Linked DNA regions of Zea mays: region 1 is linked to region 2. Evidence: chromatin contacts called from public Hi-C data. All regions are on one chromosome and are shown on one strand. Each heading gives the region's core, a stretch centred on a gene start, on an enhancer-like site or on the middle of the called end of the contact. The rest is flanking DNA. Distances are from core to core; before and after follow the strand shown.

The links. A called contact is a pair of places that touch in the nucleus more often than the background predicts.
Region 1: a contact with region 2 is called in a Hi-C map of tassel, with 4 times the contacts expected there. The contact joins the promoter of LOC100191718 here to the promoter of LOC103641117 in region 2. A contact is called at or near these places in 3 of 25 Hi-C or Micro-C datasets (ear, leaf and tassel).

The regions. Positions count from the first base shown.
Region 1 is chr10:60,456,389-60,462,512 of Zm-B73-REFERENCE-NAM-5.0, forward strand. It overlaps LOC100191718, which reads left to right and starts at 3,382. Exons shown (of 3, transcript NM_001137147.1): 1 at 3,382-3,767; 2 at 4,805-4,930; 3 at 5,018-6,124. The coding sequence starts at 3,435.
Region 2 is chr10:59,997,785-60,003,356 of Zm-B73-REFERENCE-NAM-5.0, forward strand. It overlaps LOC103641117 (putative germin-like protein 12-4), which reads right to left and starts at 2,008. Exons shown (of 2, transcript XM_008664486.4): 1 at 1,778-2,008; 2 at 841-1,641. The coding sequence starts at 1,898. The coding sequence ends at 1,079. LOC103641118 (lactoylglutathione lyase) reads left to right here and starts at 3,126. Exons shown (of 10, transcript XR_004853159.1): 1 at 3,126-4,124; 2 at 4,209-4,668; 3 at 4,775-4,907; 4 at 5,257-5,572.

The DNA.
Region 1 (6,124 bases), core at 2,132-4,631, 460 kb after region 2:
GCTTCTTGCGGATCCCCATGCGAAGTGCACAACTTCACAACAGATGTGGGAACCCTTCAACCTCTGAGCAGTAGGATGTCCTAATGACCAGAGAGTCTTCCATCTGGAATAGGAAAAGAGGGGTCTGTTAATATCGGGGGAAAGGAGAGAAGATTTTTCTTGGGGTAAGAGGTATTTTCTTTTAAGGCAAACTTTTAAGGTCACGGCTGCGACCTACGGCCAGTCCTATGGCTCCGATACCACCTGAAGCGTCCCGATTAGGGATGTTCCTAAAACATCCGAATTGTATCACAAATCTAATATTTTAGCATAGATATACATAGAATTTAAAGCTAATTTTTGGCAATGTTATTAAGAATATTATGAAGTATTTAAATAATTTTTTATATAATTTTTTATGTATATTATTTTCTCCCTACAACAAAAAAGGTGAAAAAAACATCTTAATCCGTATTCGAATAGACATCCGAAGTTTATATCAATTATTTAAAAATATATAGAATGAATTTAATGTTTATTTTTTGTGAAGATTAATAGCCTCAATGCTAAAAACAAGAATATAAATTTACATAGCAAATTCTATATGTTATTTATTCATAATCGAAGAAAGAAGACCAAAAATTTGACATCCGAATAAATATCCGGATCCATCCCTAGTCCCGATCCGTTGGGACTCAAATGTGATACAATTACTAGTCCCAGGAGGCTAGTAACCATATTCCTTACTTCAAATAGTATAGAGTTTGAATAAATGTTATTACAATACCGGGGTACAAGCTCGAGAGAGAGCCAGAATACGAAGCACAGTAGAAGATACACTAGCCCAAGCCACAGGCAGAACTGGGTGCAGACACAGCCCTCTCAATCAAGCATAGCGGAAAAGAAGTCTTCGGCTGCTGAAAAACATAAATAAATCTGGGTGAATACACTAGGTATTCCGCAAGCCCATCCCGCTCCCATAAAGAGAAAGGGACCTATGTCATACATGCTTTATATGGTGGAGTTGAAGTCACTCTTCTTTTTCTCAGAGAAAGGCAGTACTTTTAGGGTTTTTCCCAAGGAAATAGAAACAACACAATACTCAACCACCACTGAGCTTCCCGCTCCCGTGGCATCGTTTTCTTTTCTAAGAACGCATTCACACACACATTCCCTTCTTCCCGGAGGTTGTAAAACACTAATTGTCATACCCTACCAGACTCGTTCATACCAGTGGACACGAACTATTCGAATAGGTTTTCAAACTTTGCGCAGAGGTGTACACTTTACCCACTAATCCGGTTTCTGCGATCTCACTGTCGTGAGACCCGAATGCCGGATCTCTCTTTCCTCGCACGTCCTAACCTTAACGGTTATACTGGAAGGAGTCAGGCCACCGCCATGTCCAAACCGGACAAAACATTCCCCCTCCTTATCCTCCCGGTGCTCCCCAACCTTCATAACCCTGGGGTTGGACCGTACGAGTTCAGATTGAGTGACTGCCCACACAGTCTCGAGTGGTTGCACTTATCGTGAGTACATGTAGTGAAAGATGACAAACCGGTCCTTATATGAGGGGACAATCCTTCTGCTCACTCCTAAACCAGCTGAGCCTTCACCTTAGGCCCTCCCCTAAACCAGGAAGTCCCTGATCATCCCACTCACAAGGTGATGAGGGTGAATACCCTTCATTGCACACTTTTTGAAAACCTTACTTAGTGAAACACACTGCCCTTTTTCCCATCCCACATTTTGTATCCAAAAGATGTTTGTAAATGCGGGCTATCTCTCTGCTCACAATGCAAATATTCCATCCCGTAATCCCGACTTAGGTAGTGGTAGAAAGAATAGGTAAATTATGCATCAAGGGAAGGATGGATTTGCCTTCGTCGAAGCTTTCCTGGCACAAAAGATTTATCTCCGGGAGGTCGGGCTCCTGCCCTTCTTCCGGGGCTACGGGTTCCGGATCGACGGTCCCCGCTTCTTCTAGTAAAACAGGCAATAAACAATACATCAAACAGTGGTTTACTGAGTGGAGTGTGTCAAATTCCTAACATTATCATTTTATGTGACTTAGAAAGTGTTTGGATAATTTTTGGTACATAAAATATCAAGATATAAATAACTAAAGGGGAAAAAGATGGAAAAGAAAAAGAAAATGGATTTTCGGCTCTGGTGGCCCGGGGGGCGAATTCCGGCCCAGCCGGGTGCAGGGGCGCGCGCGGGCGCGAGCGCGCCGGCCCAGCACGGCCCACGGGCGAGAAACGGCACGGGCGCGAGAGAAAACAATGTCGTGGTCACGGGGCCCACGCGCCAGGGAGAGTGGGAGGGGAGACGGTGTCAGCGGCCGACGGGGCAGGGGCGAACCGGTCGACCCGCGGGGGAAAACCCGGCTGTCGGCGGGTTCAACGGCGATTCAACGCCGATGACCCGGTTCCTGGGCATCGGGCAGGCGCCCTAGCACAAGGAGGGGCTGGCGAGCTTAAGGGTGGGTCCAATTTTGCCAAAGGAGGCTGGGAGGGAGCTGATCACGGTGGGGTGGCGGAGCTCCGTGGCGGGAATCGTCGCCGGTGAGGCTTGGGTGGTGATCGGGGGCAGGGGAGCGGTGTTCCGAGCCCGCGGTGGTGTGGCGAAGCTGTTGAGCCTAGTGAATTTCTCGCTGAACAACCAGAGAGTGGGGGGGAAGGAGGAGGTGTTTAGCGGAGCGGAGGGAGGGGCGGCGGAGCTGGTGCGGTGGAGCTCGGGGAGGGAGAAGAAGAGTGGCCGAGGCCGGTGCGGGACATGGAGGAGCTCGAGGCAGCCTTTTTATAGGCGCCCGAGGGGAGGGGAGCAGCGGTGTTAGGTGGACGCCAGTGAGGTGCACAACGACGAAGTAATGGTGCACAGCGGCGACGACGGGACCTCACGGCGGGGCGGGGCCGTGCGAGGACGCGACCACAGCGAGCGAAGGATGAAGCGGTGTCAACTTCTCTGTGCGACGAGTGCAGGCGGGGAGGGGGAGAGGACGGTGGCCGGCGGCGATCGCGCTGAAGCTGTGCGCGGCGAGGACGATAAGGTGGCTGACTGGCGGGGTCAGTTTGTCAGCGGTGCGCAGGCGCGAGAGAGCGAGGGTGAGTGCGGCTAGCGGGTGGGGTCGGCTTGTCAGCGAGAGGAGTATATTGATAACACAGTCATAGAAACTATTAATATAAAAAATTAAAATAACTTGCAATTTATAATCATAAAATATAACAGGTACTAACAGTTACTCCTCATAAATGCCAACTTCCTTATAGGCCCCGCAAAAAATGGACCTCTTTCCTTCGCCCCCCCCCCCCCCCCCCCCCCCCCCCCTAATTCTCTGCCCTTGTCGCTTCCAACCCTCCTCTTGCTCTCCCTCCAACGTCTCTCACTCCCCGGCCTCTCCATCCCGCCCCCGTCACACCGCCGGAACCCTACACAAGGTCCCACAGTCAATGCCGCCCGCTTCACGCCCCGCCGCTGCCTCCTCCGCTCTACCCGCGCCGCCCCGCCGCCTCCGACGCCGCCGCCCGCTCAAAGCCACACTAGCCACCACCCCCGCGGCTGACGCAGGCGCCGCCGCTGGAGCTGCCCGCCACGGCGGCCCCGAGACTCCGCATCTCTGTTGGGCCGCGTCTAGCGGCGAGAGCAATGCAAACGCAGAGAGGCCGCGCGGGGACCCGCCCTCCTCCGTCAGACGCTTGGCCGCGGCGGTGTGGCGGCTGCGGCCACCCGAGGAGGCACCCACCGCCGGCCAGTATGACGCCGCCTCCCGTGTCGGCCTCGAGGTACGCGCCCCTCCCACCCCGTGCTCGCCCGTTAACAGTGACGGAGCCAGAATTTTTTTTATCTCGGATTAAGCTGCTCCCGCTCGAATGTTGCTGGATCCTAGCTCGGATTCGGCGTACGGGGAAGCGAATCCAGGACGGCGGGCGGCACCCCCTCCCTCATCAAACCGCTCTACTCGCCCACCCACCGTACTACGCCGTTCTCAGGCCTCCCTCCGTTCCAGCTCGTGGCTGGAAGCAGTTACTAGCCGTTGCGGCGTCGCACGGCGGTGGGATCGAAGCCCAGATCCCCATTTATGGCGGCTCCCCTTCTCATTGTTCTCTCTCCTCGCGCCCGTCTCATGCGGCGGGTGGCATTTATTGCTCAGGCCATGGGCGCGTTGCTTGTGATGCACACATCCCAATCCCGCTCATGTGATCTGCTCCTGGCTCATTGAATCATCGGTGTGCCGTGCAATTAAGCACGCACGGATGTACCTCGCTAGGATTCTTGATGTGGGAGTAACCAGCCTGTCTCCTGCGGCTACCCGCACCTGCTTGTGGTGCTTGAGTGCCTTTGCTATTTACTGGAGTCTCTACTGCTTCCTTTCCAAGTGACATGTGTTCAGTTCCCACTTGAGCTTCTTGGTTGCAATGGCACTGCCATTCATGGTATGAACAATAGATCCTGGTTTCAGAAGATGGTATGGGGTTCCATACAGCACTTTTGTTTGTCATTCATCCTATTTGCTGGTAGGATCTGAAAGATTCAGTGATCCACTCACTCAGTAGTGTCACCTCAGATTTATATGCGCAATCATGGGACAAGTTCATCTTCGTTCTTTGTCTCCTTTTTTCTTGAGATCTTTGATTTGTCATTATGATGAAATTACTTTAGGTTGTAACTTAGACGATGGGTAAATCTGAGAGTGCTATCAAATAGTTAGCAATGTATTGATGTCTTGTTGCTGGTTAGAGATGTTAAAAATGTTTGTTTTCTGCTTCGTGGCAGTCCATTGATCATTCATATTAACTTGTTGATTTCACTTATATGACAGCATATACCGAGACATCTACAAGCTCACCTCCTGCGCAAGAATCCTCTTACTTACCACCGTAGTTTCAAAAAAGACATTTCAAGCCCCAACTCCGTCCTGGAGCCACATAGTGAAGAGCTCCACAAGGTATAACCAGAAATCATGTGCACCTAAATTGCTTCTATCTTTTTGCGTTCCATACTGCAAGCTAATCCAGTGGATTTAACCATGCAGATACATCTTGGTCTTTCCTCTGGTGTGGAGGATGCAACAAAATGGGAGCATATAAACATAAAGAGCATAGAACCAGATGGTGCCTATGTGATTGCTAGCCAACTAAATCTCGTTGAGGAACAGCAAGGGGGTAGCTATGTTGCTAGCCTTGAGTTGGAGCTTCAGCAGGCACGGGATAGAGTGAGCAAGCTAGAAGCTGAGCGGTTTTCAGCCAAGAAGCAACTGAATCACTTGTTCAAGAAACTTGCAGAGGAGAAAGCAGCTTGGCGGAACAGAGAGCACAAGAAAGTTCAAGCCATTCTTGAAGATATGAAGGCTGATCTGGAGCATGAGAAAAAGAACCGGAGGCAGTTGGAGACTATTAACTTCAAGCTTGTTGATGAGTTGAAAGAGGTCAAAATGGCCGCGAAGCAGCTATTGCAAGAGTATGACAACGAGCAGAAGACGCGGGAACTCACGGATGAGGTGTGCAACAAGCTAGTGAGGGAGATAGAGGAACACAAGTCAGAGATCGAAGCCTTGAAGCAGGATTCTGTCAAACTACGCGGCGACCTGGATGAGGATAGGAAATTGCTACAGATGGCTGAGGTGTGGCGTGAGGAGCGAGTGCAGATGAAACTTGTCGATGCCAAGCTCACTCTTGAGGCCAAATATGAACAGTTGAGCAAACTGCAGGAGGAGGTGGAGGCTTTCATTTTGACTTTCAGCTCTTCCAAAGGAGACAGCACAATTGTTGAAGCCGCACACAACATTGTACAGGCCATTGGGTCGGCCAGAGACCAAGAGGTTGAATTCACATATGAGCCACCAAGAGCATCAGAAGATATACTGGCCATCTTTGAAGAGCTACGCCCAAGTGAAGAGATGGAGAAAAAGGAAACCGAACCATGCCTAAAGCAAGAAATCCAAGAAGCTAGCCCAACAGCTGATATATTTCTGGAAAATCGAGCCAGATTGTTCCCAGATGGAAGCCATTCTGATGAGAGCGATAAGGAAGATGGAAGCAGCTGGGAGACCATGAGCCATGAAGAGATGCAAGGCTCAAGCCATTCGCCGTATGAAAGTGAACATTCAGTCAACAAGATCTTTGACAGAATTTCGTGGACC
Region 2 (5,572 bases), core at 758-3,257:
AAGACTTCCAGCATGATGCAACATTTCGTAACCCCCATAAGATTTTACACTCCAGCCTTACACGCATACCTAAAATAACTATCTTTTCTCAAATAAGGAAGAAATAAATTAGGACAGAATGAAGAAAAAAGGGTAACACTTGAATTTTCATGGGTGTTTAGAATAGAATTTTATACCCCTAAATTCAGGGTGTTATATATAGATTCTATCTACTTTGCTCACTAGAATTGTGTAAGAGGATTCCATTGGAGTGCTAGGATAGACATAGAATTATTAGGGATAACATCTTTACTTACACCCATCCTAGTTGTAGTAGTGCCATGAAATAAACTTTTATAAGATATTCACCTTCTTCTACTGATCCTAGTAGTCGTTTCCAGCAGTATGAAAACCAAGTCAACAATCAATGATATAATGTCCAACCACCTTTGATGTGAAGAGATGGACACTAACCCTATGGTCAAGCCACCCCTGTTTGATTCCATTGGGTTTAACTATTGAAAGAGGAGGATGTGTGCATATATCTAGGCCAATGGGAGAAGAGATTTGGGTAGTTGTTTATGAGGAGTTCATTGTGCATGATATGAAGGATTCCACCCCATGGGACGAAGACTACCTCTAACTTGAATACCAAGCCATCAACATGATCTATAAGCTGAGTTTATCTTTTTGTCATAGTATAATTCAAGATTTGGCTCTCTAGGGTCACATTCACATGCTTGGTGTGACATCAAATTAATTATTTGAATGATGGTTGCTGAGTTGGATGGTCTATGGACACAGACGTGTATGCAAAATTTCATGCTAACCTACTTTTACTCCAGGTAATGGATCAAGACATGTTTTAATCATGATGTGTTCATGCCATATTAGTTGAAATCTATTACATATCAATGAAGTAAAGAGATTCAATCAATATAAGATTTCACGTTTATAACTGTGGTCATTTGACATTTTAACAAAATACATATGTATGTCAAAAGGTATATAGCAGTTTGCTACATCAAACAAATGAATGAAAATAGTGTTGTTACTTATTACATCGGTGTGTAAAAACAATGGCAATAGCCTCCTTCACTTAGTTATGGTTGTCCTCCCAAAACTGAGCTTGGAGCCAATCCACAACCTTCTTGTCCACCTGAAATGCCTTGGCAAGAACGTCGTCCGCGATTGGTGGTTTCGATCCAAATACAGCGTTAGAAATGGTAATGGCACCAGGGTTTTGGCTGTTGAGTGCGGCAATGGCAACCGCTGGCTTATCATGACTTGGATTGAACTGAAAGTGGATTAGACCTTGGGGGAACACGAAAACATCTCCCTTGTTGAGTAGCTTGCTAATGAATTTGTTGTCTGGGTTAGATGTGACAAAACCAACATAGAGTGATCCTTCAAGAACCGTTAAGATCTCAGTGGCACGGGGATGCGTATGTGGTGGGTTCTGTCCTTGAGGGGCATAGTCAATCCTAGCCATGGAGATGCCCAAGGTGTTTAGGCCGGCCAGCTTCATCACATTGATCAATGTGACATTTGACTTGACCTTGCTCATCGTCGTATCCCTTGGCTTGTCGAGGTCGGCTGCTAGGAAGAAGTCGTCGACCTTGACATCCTTAATATCCTTGCAGGGCAACCCATTCACACGTACTGCAGCATCAATGAAGTGGCATACAAGTGTTAGAAAGCTAATCAAACTGGTTTCATGTTCCTTCAGTACCAGTTATAAACTTCTGCAAATTGTTTTTTGCCTTGGTAGTATTGCAGCAGAATGTGTGGTACATACCAGGCGATTCTTTGTCTGCAACGCAGAAGTCCTGGAGAGGACTAGGATCCGTAGCCCAGGCGCCAGAAGAAGCGATCACGATGAGAATAACGCTGAGAAGATGAAAGCTACAAGACGCCATTTCTATCTTCCCAGAGTGGAATTTGATATTCAGTAGCAGAGAGGATGCTTGTATTGTGTATGAAACAACTATGGCGAGCTGGTGCGTTGTCCATGCGGGGGTACATGCATATATATATGTAGAGAGCAGTTGAGGTTCTGATGTGGTCAATGAGCCGGGCCGGCTTTCTCTACAGAAATTGTCTCAGGGTGTAGTGCCTGCCGTGAAAGCAACTGTTTTGATTTGGTCCACACGGATTTGATTAGATCAATATCTACTACCATGGTCCCAGGTAGATGACTGTGGTCTTCACGTCATGCATGATGATAAGACATTGTTGCTGACTGCTGGTTCTGTGATTGGTGAAGAAAATCTAGCTTGTTAGGGTTAACGGTTAGATGTGGGATTGTCGTACGTATGTTCTACAGGATGGATCGGATAGATACGAATAATAACTTTTTTTAATTCATTTCATACTGCCTTTTTTAATAGAGTAGCCTCCCGGGAGCTGATGTTCTCTTTAATTTCCAGCAAAAAAAAACAACAAAAAGCTAACCCCTGAATGTAGGGAAAAAATTCGTTGCATTCCCAATGCAAACACACTCCTTTGCAGTCCCCCACATCCACTTCTTATAGACCACATAAATAGAAGAAAAACAAATTAACAAAGATTTAAATTGCAAATTTTGATCTGTATTGTGGACCTACAGATGATGGATGTGAGGGACTGTAAAGGAGTGCGTTTGAATCCGGGATGTAGATAATTTTTCCCTGCAGATGGCTACGCGAAAAGGCCTCTACCCGAGTTGGTTAGAGGTGGTCTTAGTAGCGGTTCTTAGGTTCTGAGTTTGAATCACAATGGGAGCGAATTTCAGCTAAGCTTAAAAAGGGTCACTCGTTGGTTTCCTGGTTGTGTGCACACGAGATGGACTGACCTATAGTGGACGGGTCCTCGTGGAAGGGTTCAAATCATAAGCTAAGATCTTCTTCATTTTTAATAATATCGTGGGGACCGTCTTTCACCTATCGTCCGAGTTTTTTTTTGCAGGTAGCTACCATGTCAATCCAGCCATATTCCTCACCAAATATTTTTGGTGGTCGAATATACATAAGTAGAACCTCTTATTACCTTTTATTAAAACCCGTTGGAGTTTGAGCTTCTCCCCGCGCTTCACGGGCAGTCCGCCACAGCTCGAACGACGTGTGGCTTGAGTACGGCGTCGTCAGACAGGAACCAGCTTCCGGACCCGAGTTTTTTATGCAATCGAGTTGTGAGTGGTTCCTCCCTACCTCTCCCGTCGCACCTCGCCCTCTCCCTTGCCCTGCCCCAGATCTCGGCCTCCAGTCCTCGCTGCCGCCGCGACTTGCTCGCCCCGTCTCCCTCCGGCCCTGCCTCATCGCGGCCGTGGTGGCCAAGGAACACGAGCTCATTGGAAACACTCTTAAATAAAGCTTCAATGAACAAGACAGGAGCTCGACTTCGCCTAGCTCCGAACAAGCGGTTGACGAGGCGGAGGTCTCGCGTCCTACGTGCGTCGCGCCGTTGCCTGGCTCCGTCCTCGCCGTTCCTCTGTAGAAGCTGGCCGCTGACCCCCGCCCGCCTCCGCTTGGCCGTCTGGCCGCCCCCCGCGTGGTCACCTAGATGGCTGGCCGCGCCCCTAGATTTGGGTTCCTACCTTGTTAGGACTTCCATCTTCGTTCATTTTGCTGTGTGTCCGTCGGATAGATGACTAATGCATCCTCAAAGTTCTCCAAGGCGGAGCCTTGCATCTTTGTGTGTTTGATTTGGTTGAGCTGCAACCCGTGCTGCTGTCCTTTTCAGTATAAAAAAAGATTTAGATGTAGGTTGGCATTCGGATGAAAAATGGACCGTGAAAAAAAAGGAGGTCCATTCACCTTGTGTTCTGTCATTTGAGCACGGATCCTTTAGTGTATAGGAAAGCGTGATATTTCTGATAATCTTCTGCTTTTCAGAGAAAAGCTTTGAGTAATTGAGATGTATATTCCTCTATTGAAAGAAAAAGAGGGGTTTTCAAGCAATATGAAAGCTTGATGCTTTCGTTCTTCGTTTTATTTAAGATCACTTTCCTCCCTTGTTCTTATGAAATGTGCAACTCTTTAATCAGGGATGGCAACCGATAGTGAAGCCTCGAAGGCAGCTGAGGTTGTGGTTGACTGGCATAAACAGGACAGCAAGAGGATGCTCCATGCAGTTTACCGTGTTGGGGATCTGGACCGCACAATCAAGTATGCTGTTGTATTGTAAATGACATTTGCAACACCTGCAGCTATGATTATGCTTTTTTATGTGACATAATATGATTCTGGTAGGTACTACACAGAATGCTTTGGGATGAAACTGCTGAGGAAAAGGGATGTTCCTGATGAGAAGTACACCAACGCCTTCCTTGGCTTTGGGCCAGAGAACACCAACTTTGCAGTTGAATTGACCAACTTTGCGGAGGTCTCGCGTCCTACGTGCGTCGCGCCGTTGCCTGGCTCCGTCCTCGCCGTTCCTCTGTAGAAGCTGGCCGCTGACCCCCGCCGTGGTGGCCGTCGCGCCGTTTTTTATTAGATGAAGAATGAATCAACCCTTGTAGAAGCTAAAGATAGAAGATAACACTACTCTGTTTTTGAATGTCTGAAGTGTAATTTTGCAGCCTTGCAACTATAAAACAAACAATGTATGGCTAAATTATTGCAGTTGCACAGTGTGAAGATTTAAAATTGAAGTGCTATGAAGAGATGGATAAGAGGAAGAAACTTTATAATATTGTTCAAGAGACAAAAGGTATCTATTATCCTGTGTGCATCCAGTTCTTTGTGCTCACTCTTAACATTTACCTGAGAGAATGTATTTTGTATTCTCATTCTATTTGTCTTCTCAACTATTTCAGGAAATTATCAGGGTTTTTTGTCGATGCCGACCCTTAAGCAAAAATGAGGTGTCATCAGGCCTGAATGCAAATGGCGGAACAACTAAAAAGACATTTAAGTTTGATAGAGTATTCACGCCGAAGGATGATCAAGGTATATTAGTGATAACTTGATGTTTGAATGAAGCTGTAGTTTATTTTACAATTGCAATCCACTGTGTTAGACACAATAGTCTACAAATTCAGTTATTTGAGTTTAACATTATAAAAACAAGATTGCTAGCTGGGTACTTGTACATGTTTGGCTAAAAAACCTTATGATCATTATGCTGTCAGCTGTCACCGTGTCAGACACAATAGTCTACACATTCAATTATTTGAGTTTAACATTATAAGGAGAAGTTTGCTAGCTGATTATTTGTGCATGTTTTTCAAAAACAGCAAAAGTGCTAAACTATTATGTTCAAACAACTTACCTTATATGACTTCTGTTGTCTATTGAGGTGTGGGCGTCTCCGGCGGCCCGACTATACGAAGCGAGGGCGTATCGGGGCTAAGGACACGAAAGGCCAAGCGCAAAGGGCGTACGGCAGTAAGCCCGCCTGCACCGCACCAGACCGCCACCCGCGACGTGCCCATGTCATGACGCCACGGTGGCGGCACGCTGACCCATCGACGTCACCCTCTTCCTCGCTTCCGCTCGACAGCCTCCAGTTTCCTGGTCAGTCTTCGTGCCGCCTCTCTACCACACACCGTCTCTCAGGTATGTACTATATTGAGTAAATACATTTGTACTATAATAGGTTACTCAGACCTTAT